Regions from separate parts of the Sus scrofa genome. Here all the other regions are linked to region 1. The links are chromatin contacts, called in public Hi-C and targeted proximity ligation maps. All regions are on one chromosome and are shown on one strand. The core of a region is the stretch at or near the end of the contact, and the rest is flanking DNA. Distances in the headings are between cores, read along the strand shown.

What was found. A called contact is a pair of places that touch in the nucleus more often than the background predicts.
Region 2: a targeted proximity ligation map of alveolar macrophages shows a contact between it and region 1. A contact is called at or near these places in 6 of 47 Hi-C or Micro-C datasets (differentiating spermatogonia, embryonic fibroblasts, epiblast stem cells and 3 more) and 1 of 2 datasets of targeted methods (alveolar macrophages).
Region 3: a contact with region 1 is called in a Hi-C map of skeletal muscle, with 3 times the contacts expected there. A contact is called at or near these places in 2 of 5 promoter capture datasets (fetal liver and liver), 7 of 47 Hi-C or Micro-C datasets (blood, heart right ventricle, liver and 2 more) and 2 of 2 datasets of targeted methods (alveolar macrophages and skeletal muscle).
Region 4: a contact with region 1 is called in a targeted proximity ligation map of skeletal muscle. A contact is called at or near these places in 1 of 5 promoter capture datasets (fetal skeletal muscle), 4 of 47 Hi-C or Micro-C datasets (embryonic fibroblasts, fetal heart ventricle, fetal skeletal muscle and 1 more) and 1 of 2 datasets of targeted methods (skeletal muscle).

What each region holds. Positions count from the first base shown.
Region 1 is chr4:75,760,649-75,763,716 of Sscrofa11.1, forward strand. It overlaps RPS20 (ribosomal protein S20), which reads left to right and starts at 1,561. Exons shown (of 4, transcript NM_001129954.1): 1 at 1,561-1,683; 2 at 1,836-1,935; 3 at 2,169-2,242; 4 at 2,587-2,801. The coding sequence starts at 1,681. The coding sequence ends at 2,769. LOC110260293 (a long non-coding RNA gene) reads right to left here and starts at 1,450. Exons shown (of 3, transcript XR_002343324.1): 1 at 643-1,450.
Region 2 is chr4:75,887,741-75,890,808 of Sscrofa11.1, forward strand. The region is part of intron 1 of LYN (tyrosine-protein kinase Lyn); the gene reads right to left. Among named protein-coding and RNA genes, the nearest start is that of LYN, 14 kb to the right of the region's middle.
Region 3 is chr4:75,645,182-75,648,249 of Sscrofa11.1, forward strand. It overlaps PLAG1 (zinc finger protein PLAG1), which reads left to right and starts at 1,404. Exons shown (of 3, transcript XM_021089355.1): 1 at 1,404-1,620. CHCHD7 (coiled-coil-helix-coiled-coil-helix domain-containing protein 7) reads right to left here and starts at 1,037. Exons shown (of 4, transcript XR_002343320.1): 1 at 888-1,037.
Region 4 is chr4:75,671,603-75,674,670 of Sscrofa11.1, forward strand. All of the region lies in intron 1 of PLAG1 (zinc finger protein PLAG1), which reads left to right. Among named protein-coding and RNA genes, the nearest start is that of PLAG1, 27 kb to the left of the region's middle.

The DNA of each region.
Region 1 (3,068 bases), core at 311-2,810:
AATCACAAATTTACTTCTCAAGCACTCCACAATTACAATTCTGGTTGTCTTTTAAGCATTAGTAAAACTTGAAAGCTGCTGTAAGCTGCATACTCAGTTCCAATACAGTGGGGGTTGCTCACGGCCCTTGGAACTTGAGCGATTGCAATTTTTATATTTATGGTTGGTAGCCATGCCAAGACATTAAAGCCCTCAATTATTGTCTCATTTAGGTTACAAGTAGGAAAACAAGAATACAATTTTTGTTGTTGTTGTTGTTGCAAACTTCACTAATAAAGCATCTACAGCCAATGGATGACGTTTTCAAATAACTGAACTGGAAAACTGCCAAATTTTAATATTGAAGTTAATTGCTAAAGCAAAGTCTAGCAGATACTTTGTGAGCCAGGAAAAATCCAGGTATTAGCCATGTCCGATTATCATCAGATAACTCAATGCTATTATCTAAATTTCAAGTATAATTTCCCACCAAAGAACAGAAGAGAAAAGCTCAAGAAAGGCCCCAAATTGTAAGGGGTCAGAGCTCTGTCATTCACCAGTTCTGTGTATTTGAGCAGATACCTCTTCTGCTCTCAGGCTCACCTGTAAAATAAGAAGGGGTTACCTGCTCTTGCTTCTGCCCTGCATCAAAAGCCAACTCACCTATTTTGTTCTATGAAACCACTCTATCACCGTTAAGAATATGTATCCCTATCATCTCTTCTGGCTGCCCGGGTCAGTTGATCACTCTTGGTGTTTCCCCTGTACTTTGTCCCACATCAGATTATGAATAGACGTTCAGTATTAGGGAGGTCCTCAAGGGTCTCATCCAACATTACTTTATCCGGACAGAGAGGAGATAACATGTTTTAGAATCACGTGGAGAGCCTGGAGGGGCCTCGGATGCACAACAAGCCCCAGGATGATCCTGGCAGCCTGGCGTCTGCCTCCACGTTCTGGGAGCAGAAAAACCCACGCTCAGGTACTTCGCAGACAGAGGACAGATGCTTCTGCCGATCTTGGAAGCCAGAAGATGAAGTATCACGAAAGGGTGTTTCAGACTATGAAAAATAACAGCTATTTAAAAAAATAATAATAACATGTCCAGGTTATCAGTCATTTTTTCCTAATATCCACCTGAGTTGAACTCAGAAAGGTTATCCGCTTGCCAAGAGCAGGTGTAATTTGGTTTGTAGGGGAAGCGGACTTTGCAGTGCAGAAACCACAAGCGTAGGAGTCATTCTGACTTTTCAGAGGCCGGCGGTCGGCGCACCAGGCAGAGGAGTTTCTGGGGTTTTAGACCAGGTCGCGCTCGCCCCACCGCTGCCGCCAGGTGCCGGGAGGACCTCGCCGACCGCGCCGCCCCGACCCCACCTCGCGGCGCTCTGACTCCGCCCGGCTGACAGGTGGCGCGAGCAGCCGCGCCCTGGCCGCCCCTTCCGCGGGAGCTCCGGCCCTGGATCGCGCAGCCGCCTTAGAGCCACCCACACTTCCTCTTCCGGGGCAGCGCGGATGGGCGTGCGGGACCCGGATGCAGACGCGAGCCCGGCTATATAAGCGCCACGCAGGCCTCACGCCTTCCTCTTTGAAGAAGACGCAGCCGGCGCTGTCGCGGAGCCTCTGACCATCAGCTCCCGCTCCTGGCTCACCGCTGTTCGCTCTTCCCGAGGAACAAGTCGGTCAGGAAGCCGCGCCGCAGACATGGTGAGTGGGGCTCTGGACGGGTGCTAGGAGCAGGGCTGGTGGGAGAAGATGGGGCTCGCCTGTCCCGGGGAGGGGCTCGTGATGAGCACGCTTATTTCTGCAACTGACTGGTTGCCCGAAGGTGTGTGGGTTTTTCCTCCCTGTGACCACAGGCCTTTAAGGACACCGGCAAGACTCCCGTGGAGCCGGAAGTTGCGATTCACCGGATTCGGATCACCCTCACCAGCCGCAACGTGAAGTCTTTGGAGAAGGGTCAGTGCGGTGGGCTCCGCGGAAAGGTGGGGCGGGAGGAGCGGCGAGCCGGATCGGGGACAAGGCCCCCACCGATCTCGGTTGTGTGGCTCGCACCGTAGCTGGCGCTGAGGAGAGAATTGCTGTTGAACTACAGTGATAGTTTTATACGCTATTCTGAGCCAGCAGCGTTAAGATTCGTTACAGCGAGCTCTGTCTAGAGGGAACTGAGTGCAGCCTGTGTTTCCTTGTAGTGTGTGCTGACCTGATCAGAGGCGCGAAGGAGAAGAACCTCAAAGTGAAGGGACCGGTGCGGATGCCCACCAAGGTGAGAATCGTGGGGCGGGGGGTGGAAGCCAGTTAAGGGGCTGATGTACCCGAACCTTTTTTTTCGGCTGCCAAAAGCCAGAAAAGCTTGATGCTAGCGGTAGGTCTTAAGGTTCGAACGCTGGTAGGATTTGGTTCCGGTTAAGTGTGTAACTTTTCGAGGTTGGAGCTTCGCTGTTGTCTTCTCGCTGGATGTGCCTTAGTCACAATGAGTTGAGTACAGTCTGTGAGGGAGACTGACGCCCTGGGAAGTTCTCACATGGAACGCTTCAGGGTCATGGTCCTTGGGGGGTCCCCCGGGGTGCGCAGCCAACCGTTGACGCTTGGTTTCTTTTGTCTTTGCAGACTCTGAGAATAACTACGAGAAAAACTCCTTGTGGTGAAGGTTCCAAGACTTGGGATCGTTTTCAGATGAGGATCCACAAGCGACTCATAGACCTGCACAGCCCTTCTGAGATTGTTAAGCAGATCACATCCATCAGTATTGAACCAGGAGTCGAGGTTGAAGTCACCATTGCAGATGCTTAAGTCCAACTTTTTAATAAATTGATACTCAGTTGTTAAATGTTGTTGGCTTTTACTGATAATACTGACAGATCTTAGTAATAGACTACTGTAGAATTTAGTCATCTTTTAAAGTAGAGTAGTGAGAATTAGAGGGATAAGTTTTGGAGGGTTATCCTGTTTATATTTCCCAGAGGCCACTAGACTTGTTTGCACTTGACATCATTTGTGTTAACAAAAATAGCGCCTTAAGTCTTAGATTGTTGAACGCATAACAGCTCTGGCTGCATTTTGGAGCTTTTCTAAAGAACTATGTCGAGGTT
Region 2 (3,068 bases), core at 246-2,745, 130 kb after region 1:
GGATACTAGTCAGATTCTTAACCCAATGAGCCACAATAGGAACTCCTGTTACTCTTTTAAAGAAAAAAAAAAATGTTTACTGATCTTAAAAATTGACTCTTATGGTTTAGAATCCAATATCTCATCACTAAAGGGTTTTGAAATATTTCAGAGTACATATTAAGTAGTAGGTGTTCCATTAAACTAGAGGAGAAACTGAGATAGAAAAGGCCAAATTTATGAGTTTCTGCTCTGGCCCAACAGGACCGGCAGTGGTGTCATGTCTGCAGCACCCGGGCACAGGTTCAATACCTGGCTTGGCACAATGGGTTAAGGACCCGCTGCTACCCCAGCTATGGCCTACATGGCAACTTCGGCTAAGATCTGACCCCTGGCCTGGGAACTCCACATGCCGCAGGACGGCCAGAAAAGAAAAGAGAGAAAAGGCCAATTTCAGAGTGAGACAGAGGCGACGACCAACTGAACTGTTGTTGTAACCTGGGGCCCTATGCAGTCCAGCCCCCCGGATGCACACGGGTGAAGTGGGGTCTGCTTGGCATCTAAAAAGCTGGGTCCTGATCTCAAAGTCTTGACCATTTAGTAAGACTTCAAGCATCACGTAATTTATTACTAGGGAGCAGAAAGTACCTTCTAAGATACAATAGAGAAATTTTTACTCTCCTGAATCTGAAATGATAAGAGTCACAGGGGTCCAAACTCCCATTGGACTCACGTCTGCACGTCCCCTTGTGGGCAGAAAACAGGCCAGGACCACTCCAAGGTGGATCCCAGGATGCATGTGGCCAGGCACCTGCACAGCCTTGGCTCCCGGGTCAGGGGCTAGTCCTCCATCCAGCTAATCAGATTGTGGCTGTTTCAGGGCCTGGAAATCCAGATGAGGGGCCTGGGAAACCCCTGCACCAGGCCAGGGGAGGTGCTCATTCTCCCCATTTCTTTTCCTATAAAACTCGTGCTTTCTACGAACTTCATAAAGACCCTCTAGTAATAGAAGAAAATGTCTTTCTTTGCCATTTGAGCATTTTAAGAAGAATGAACTTGCATCTGGTGTGTACACCAGGTCTCCACTTACTGAGGACTGAATAAATCCAGGGGGATCAGGCCCCAGAGCAGGGCAGGGATCCCCTCAACTCAAGGAAAACTGGAGGGGCTCAAACTGAAGCCCAAACAACAGCCCCAAGTGTGTCATGAGCTGGATTTTTCCCAAACCTCTCAGGTATGTTACCTCACTTAATCCTGCAACGGTGGGATGTTATTCCATCATGGGGACCAGGACAACGAGGCGCCAAGAGTTTGGGGAACGTCATCCAGTGCCCCAAGACACACGTGTGACCAAGCGTGGAGTAGAACCCGATTCCTGACTCTTGGCTTGAACTGTTCCTCAAGTCTCACAAAGCTGTTAGACTGTCACCAGCGCACGCCCCACCTTCTGCAGCAGATAAGTAAGGAAGCCAGCTAAGTTGTTGTTGTCATCATTGTTTTTCTCGGCTGCATCCACAGCACGTAGATGTTCCGGGGTCAGGAGTGGGATCCAAGCCAAACCCTTAACCCACTGCACCACAGGAGGAACTCTGGGAAGCCAGCTAAGTTGTTTCCCCATCTTTTTTGGGTTTCTTCTCAACTGAGGAATGCACTTGTTCCCTGAAAAACTGCCTGCTCTAGCCAATCCGCTGGCCTACCCGCCCCTCCCTCCATCCCCAGCTTTCCTCCTGGTTCCAATCCTCTGGCGCATCCAGTAGTGAAAACACAGCCGCCAAGCATCAGACACTGTGGCTATGGAGTTCCCTGGTGGCTCCGTGGGTTAAGGATGTGGTGGAGTCACTGCTGTGGTGCCTGGGAACTTCTGCATGCCGAGGGCGTGGCCAAAAAAGAAGAAGAAGAAGAAGGAGAAGCTGTGACCAGAAGAAGATGAACCTGGTGTAGGGACCGCAGGCAGTCAAACCATGGGCTCAGCCATGGCCCCCCACCCCCCTGGGTGGGGTCATTCCTGGCCTTGACCTCTGGACCACAACCGTGACTTTTTTCCAGGACGCCAGGCACCTCGGTACTCTGCTGCCTACATGGGTTCTTCAGATTTCACATGAAATAGAAAGTTCTACTCATCCTACTTTTAAAAAGACTTTAACTCTCTGAGCATAGATGGAACAGTTCTGCTCTTGAGAGCTCATGGATGTGACAGCATGGATGGGGATGCATATTCATGACCAGTGAGCATCCCAAGATGTCTTCAGAATGATGAACAGGTGCAGCAGGATGTCAAGGGTTAGCGCGTTCTGCAGGTCCAGCTATGGCACTCTCTCACCTCCGACAAAAATAAATGGCAAAACCACAAGAAGCAGAGCAAACAGCCCTAAGCCTCAGGGCACCGTGTTCCTTCGCATCAGGAAAACCGTGTCCCGTTTCATGGAGAACATCACAACTGGATTCACAAAGCCAGTCAGTTCCTTCAAAGGTCTGTGCACGTCCTGGCTGTGTCACACGGCAGGATGTTTGATTACTCGTGGGTCACTGGAAACCACCCTTATCTCACCCACATTGATAAATTTGCATTTATACATTTACTTAGCTATGCAGAGATGGGTAGAAAAACAAGCTATATATGGCGAGCACCATCTAATTTTACTAACTAATGGCTGAATAAACAGGTATTTAAATAAGGCTCTGATCGAACTCACAGTGTGAGAATGTCAGCAACTGAATAGCCAGGGGACAAAACCGGATAAGAACCTGTGGCTCTGCCACTGAACTGCAGTCATTCAGGCCCGGGATGCAGTGCCAGCCAAATCCACAGCTTGAAAATCTGTTTATCTGCCAAACCCAATGGCTTTGTACTGCTTTTCAATTTCTTACACTTTATTGTGAAAAAGCCAACATGGGAAACTCAACTCAAACTTGGAGCAGGAATGTAGATGCCTCGGAGAAGACAGAGTATGGGGGAGGGGTGGCGGGGGGTGGTGAAGCTAGGTGGGAGCTCTGTTTTGCTTTTTGATCTGGCAGAGGTTGCATGAGGGCTTGCTTTGAGCTGGACTTTGTGGGGTTTTTTTGTATTTTGCTACCTGTACATTACACTT
Region 3 (3,068 bases), core at 154-2,653, 120 kb before region 1:
AGCGGGTCTGAAGGGAAGCTGGAGTATTCCGTTAGAGGCTTTATCTCCTCATCTTCTGAAGGCACCATACAAACGTTAGGGAGCTCTACTTGCAGAAGACAGTCAAAAAAACAAAGATTTGAGGGAGGGGCCGCAAAGGCCCAGCACATTTCAGGAACAGCTCTAAAATCTTTTCCAAAGGGCCAACGGCTTAAAAAAGTATTTCTTGATTTCCCATCTAAGTGGTTCACGTCCCCACTCTCTGAGCAGCTTTGCAAGGGAGGGAGGAAGGGAACGTGCCGACACGTCCGTGCCCAGTGCAGGTCGGAGCCCAGGCAGGGCCTGCGGCTACCCCCAACGCGGGGGTAACCGTCGGGAAGCCGAAAGACGTCCTGCAAGGCCCTCAACCCTTTAAGCCACTGCTGGGTGCAGAAAGGCAGGGTCAGGAAGTCGGGGTGGCTCTGCGGAGGGGGCGGGGAAGGCGAGGGGAGACCCCGGAGCAAAGCATGCCCCAGGCCTCGCTGCCTCCCGCGGCGCTGCCTGTCCGCCCAACGGCCGACCGCGGGCGCAGGTGAACACACCTTATTTCGACCTTCGACGGTGCCGAGAAGGGCAGGGGGCAAAGAAAAGGGAGGAAACTGGGGGCCAGGGTAGCCACTTACCCTCCAAACGCTGGGGAGGAGGTTGGAGGGAGGGGAGGGGGTGCCCGGGCAGGGGGCGCCTTCCTCGCCCCGGTCCCGAAGAGACCCGAGTCCGAGGAGGAGGTGCGAGAGGAAGGGGCCCGAGCCGAGGCCAGGCCGGGGGGAAGCGGCTTCAGGCCGAACAAGTGGATTCGAGCCCCGCGGCGGCCCAGGAAAGCCCCTCTCTTCCCGCAGCCGCCGCGGAGGGAAGGGCGGGGGACCACTCACCTCGCGCTCGCGCGGAGGCTTCGCCAGCGCCCAGGCCGTCTCCAGCTCCAAACACGTCAATGGCTCACGCAGCCGGACCTTAAGTAGCGCGCATCCCAACATGCTGCCCCCGCTCCCCGGCGGCGGCCCGCCCAATCGGTGCGCGCCGCCGCCTGACTGACAGCCGAGCGGGGTCCTGAGAGGCGGGGGCGGGCGGGTCTCGCCCCGCCCCCGGCCGGCGGGAGGAGGGCCGAGGCGGGAGGAGTGGGCGGGGCGGCGCGCGCGGCCCCGCCCCCGCCCCCGCCCCGCAGCTCCCCCCTCGCCGCTGTCCGCCCCTTAGCGCTTTGGATTGACGGGCGGCGCGGCGGACCAATCGCTAGGCCGGATCCCGGCGGCGAGGGCGCCCAGTGGCCGGCCCCAGGGCGGAGCGCGCCCGGGGGACGGGCACAGCGGCGGGCGGGGGCAGGGGGCGGGCCGGCGGGAGGCGGGGGCGGTGGCCGAACAGGCCGGGGGAGGCGGCGGTGGGCGCGACGTCGGCGGCGGCGGCGGCAGCGGCGGCGGCGGCGGCGGCGGCAGCTGCAAGTTGGGCTGCAGGGGCAGCGCATACACTACAATGGCTGCTGGAAAGAGGCGTAAGGAAACAATTTCCAGGCCCGCCGCGTCCAGCCCGAAATATGAGAAAAAAATTATTAGAAATTCCGCGGGCGGTGTAAAGGCGGCGGACGGGCCGGAGGGAGGATGTTAAAGCCCCGCGGTGAGTTCTCCCGGGGTCCGGGGCGGCGGAGAGGCGTTTAGCGGGAGAAATATCAGGGTTATTTAAATTATGGGACTAGCCGAGGGGGCAGAGGAGCAGCGGCGGCGGCAGGAGGAGGAAAAGTTTGTGCTACTCTCAGCCCCTGCTCAGGACCCCAGAGAGAAAAATAATAATAAAAAATAAAATAAAATCATTCAGCGGGGGTGCGAGGACTCCCGAAGTCGCTTCTGACAGGGCAGGGGGCGATGCGGCTGGAGACCCGAAGGTGAGGTCGGTGGGAAAAAAAAAAAACCCTTTATTCAGGGTCTGGAAAGTTTGAAAAGTTTTCCTCCTCCTCCTCCTCCTCCTCTCTGGTGCTGTGAATATTGTGACAGCGGCAGCGGCAGCAGCGAGAGCGGAAGACATTAGAGACCCGAAAAATAAGGGAAAAATTAATATAAATTCAGTTTTGAGAGTAAACTCTCCGCATTTTCCACCAAAACATCCCGGGGGAAGGTCGCTTCCCAAAGGGCCTGGCGGAAACCCGCAGTCGGCAATATTTGGGGGGCACTTTGAGTGACTTGGGGGAACTTTGCCCCTTTTTCAAAAGAGGTTTTTTCTTTGGGGGAGAAATGAATTTGTTTTTGCCCTTTCCTCAGGTGGGCGAGTCGGGGTCGGGGTGCGGGGTCTGCGGGGAGGTGTGAGCCCGGGATGTGTGGCTGCGGGGGGGGAGGGGGTGCTAAATGAAAGCAGGAGATCTGCACAGAGCTGGGACAGCTTGTTGTCAGTATCATAAACAACCAAAATGGAGGGAGAACTCAGGCATATAACCAAATAAAAATTTTTTAAAAATCGCAAAAAAATCCCAAAAAATCCGGGATGCTCCCCCTTTTCTCGCTCAAGGTAAAAGTATGAACCGCCTTTCCCCTGAAGTCCATTTTGACTTTGCAGGGACCAAGGAGTTAATATTTATTTATTTTTTAAAACTTTCGAAGGGCAAAAGCCTTTTATAACTCAACCGACAATGAGAAAACGTGAAAATCCGATGCTCGAGAAGGAGGGGGAGGGAGGGGGGGAGATGGTAGTGCAGAAACTGCTAAACTTATTGGTAATGTGGACTGATCTGAGATAAGATAAACACTATATTTGCTATTTTATAACTCTTTTAATGATCGTTGCGGGTTTTTTTTTTTTTTTCCCCTGGTGGAAAAAAAAAAGTGATGCCATTTTCTTAATAGAGTTAATATGTGTGATTGGAAGAATAAACCTTTCCGGCTCTAGATTGCATTTTCGTCGCATTTCTGCTTCAGGTTTTGTTAGTGGCTCCCTCCTTTCTTTAAACTGGGCTCTACAGAGGAGGGGTAGAGAGGTGATGTTGCTCAGAGAGGCTGGTGTGCAAGACTGGAGCACCTTTTGGGGTGGGGTGGGGAGTTGCTGGGTTTCTCCCTTCCTGACACGTTTGCTTCACC
Region 4 (3,068 bases), core at 294-2,793, 89 kb before region 1:
TTCCCTGTGATTTGGGATTGTGTCACCCTGGCCACCATGAAATTGAAGCTACGCCCCACCTCCCTCGGGGAGACAAGAAGATCCGAAGTAGACTGTGTCATCAACAGTCAGGTTTAATGTGACTCACATCCCTCGTGAGGGCACTGTCTTCACAGGAAGTCCTGCCCTTGTCTGTCCTTCAGAGATTCTGCCTCTGGTGATTCTAGGTAGGAGCCTGTGCCCCCAAAAAAGAAAAAACAAACAGCCTTATTTTTAGGTGCACATCTGGCCATTCGGGGGCAGCATTTATTCTTATTTCTGAGTCACCCACTGAATCCAGTAGTTTGGCACTTTGAGCCCTCAGAACCAACCCCTGAGACCTCCCGCACAACACACACGTCACCTCGGTGACTTCCCATAGTGGCATGAGGCCTTAGTTCCCATCGTGCAGAAGGAGGTGCTGTGGAGACCAGACTGTCTAGAGTTACACGTAGGTAAGGGTCTGCCCAGGTTCAAACCCGCTTCTGGTTCACGAAAAAGCAAGTCCCATGCCTCTGTGCCACTGTCCCCCACCCTCTAAGCTCTGATTCCCTGTAAGGATTTGAGTTTTGAGGTCCCCTCCAAGGCCAAGTTCTAAAGGAGCAGTCGGAGATGGCAGTCAGGCCCCTCTGGTCACAATGATGGAGGCACATGTGCCCTGTACCACACACCCCTCATCAAAGTGGGGGCTTGCAAATGGGCGGTGGTCGGGGGCTCCAGGTCCTGGCTGAGGCTTCAGGAAAGGACCCTGAAGCCTCGCACTGATGGGGTTAAACCCCCTTTTGTTAATTACCTGTCAACAAACATTGCAAAGGTGTGAGTTTATAATTAAGGAAGGTCAAATTTCCTCTGAAAAAAAATGCTAACCTAAAACAAAAAAGGATAGGAAAATCACTGCTAAATTCCATTTCAGAAAGCAACAAAAGCACACAAAGGTTTGTGATTTGCTGAAAACTAAAAACATGGCTGGGGTTGGGAGTGGGGGGAGCGAATTGTACAGGCACCTACATTTAGGATAATTTGTAGCTGATCAGGATATCTTAAATGTTCAGGCCTTGGTAACACGAGTCATACCCGGCTGCTCCAGCATTTCCAGCCTCAGGGCTCGGTTCTGTCTCACTCTTGGCTCCAGAACTAACAAGTTGCCTCAAGTTACCCAAACCCACCATACAGTTTCTGACTCGATACACCCCCAAACCTGCCGAGGTTTGGCTCATACTTACCCTCAATCTTGTTGTCTTGGTTCAACTGTTACTTTATTTTTTTAATTAATCGAAGGCAGCCCTACCAGTCAGCATGACCCTTCTTTCTTTTTAAGGCTACCTCTCATTCACATAGTTGAAAGATCTGTACACAGGCTGAATGGAAACTCTTCACTAGGTACTTCCTCTGGTATGTGATAAGTGGAACTTGCCCCAGAACTCTCTCTAATTTGAAGGCCTCAGTCCCAGTTAGAGTGTATTCCTGGAGCCTTTAAGTCATGCAAGGCCATGTGTGAGTGTGTGGGAACAGGTGAACAGTGCTGGCTTCCTCCAAGGACGACAGCTGAGAATGTGGCTCTGAAAACTGCCTGGAACATCTTCCTTTCTAGTAAGGCTAGAATGTGACTCTTAGGTTTAAGCCAGCATGCCTCTCCTCTCTTCTTTTCCCCCCTCTGAATGGGAAAGAGAGATTTTTGTCCTTTTGAATCAGAGCCTTTATCAAGGATTTAGTTCCTGAGTTTATCATTTCACAGAAAGTGGGTTTCTGTGCAGACTCCGGTAAATTCACACGAAGATTTGTTTTCTCACCTTCAGTCATTAGGCTTTTCCCAAGATGAAAACATGGCCTTTTTAATAGCTTTATTGAAGCATAATTGATAGCTGATAAACTGCACGTGTTTCAAATGTAGTTTGTCGGGGTGTGACCTCCAGCTGCATCCTTGAAGCCACCACCACAGCCAACATAGGGAGCGTGCCATTGTTCCCGAAAGTGCGCTCCTAGCCCTTTGTGAGTGATGTCTGCTGACCCCAGCCCGTCCCCGGATAACCACTGAGCTAGTTCCGGTCACTGCAGATTAGCCCGTATTTCCTAGAATGGTATATAAATGGAATCGGATGGTATGTCTTCCTTTTTCTGCCCGACTTCTTGCATTCAGCATAGTTGTCCTGAGGCTCATCCACGTCACCGTTATCAGTCGTGTGTTCCTTCTCATTGCTGCTTAGTGGTCCCCGGGGTGAACCCACTGCAGCTTGTTTGTCCATGCACACACGGACGGGCATTTAGGTTGTACCTCATTTTTTACTATTACAACTAAAACTGCTGTGAATATCCCTGTCGACATCTTTGTATAGACATGGCTTCACGTCTCTTGGGTTAATACTTAGATGTGAAGTGGCTGTGTCACTTGCTAGGCACATATGTAACTTTTTAAGAAACTGCCAAAATCTTAAAACGTGACTGTACCATTTTTACCTTCTTGCCAGTGGTGTGAGTTCCGTTTGTCTCCCATCCTCACCAGCACTTAATTGAGTCAGGTTTTTTTTAAATTATAGTCCTTCTGGTGGGTAGACAGCTGTATTTGCTTGTGGAATAATTTGCATTTCCCTAATGATCAGTGAAGCTGAGCATCTTTTAATGTGCTTATTTGTTATCTGTATATCTTTACTAGTGAAATGTTGATGCGGATGCTTTGCCCATTTTTTAACTGGGTTGTTTTGTTGTTGTTGAGTTTTGGAAGTTCTTTATATATCCAGAATTCAAGTTCTTTATCAAATATAGGCTTCACAAAGTTTTTCTTCTAGTTTTCTAGTGGCTTATCTTGTCATTCTCTTAACATTGTCTTTCAAAGGGCAGCTTTAAAGATTGATGAAATATAATTTATCGATTTGTTCTTTTATGAGTTGTGCTTTTAGTGTTGTAGCCAACGTATTTTTGACTAACTGAATGTCACAAGATTTTTATCTATGTTTCCTTCTAGAATTTTTATAGTTTTAGGTAGTACATTTGTGTCCATGATCCATTTAGAATTAAGTTTGTATATCAAGTGAAGTATGGATTCAAGTTCTTTT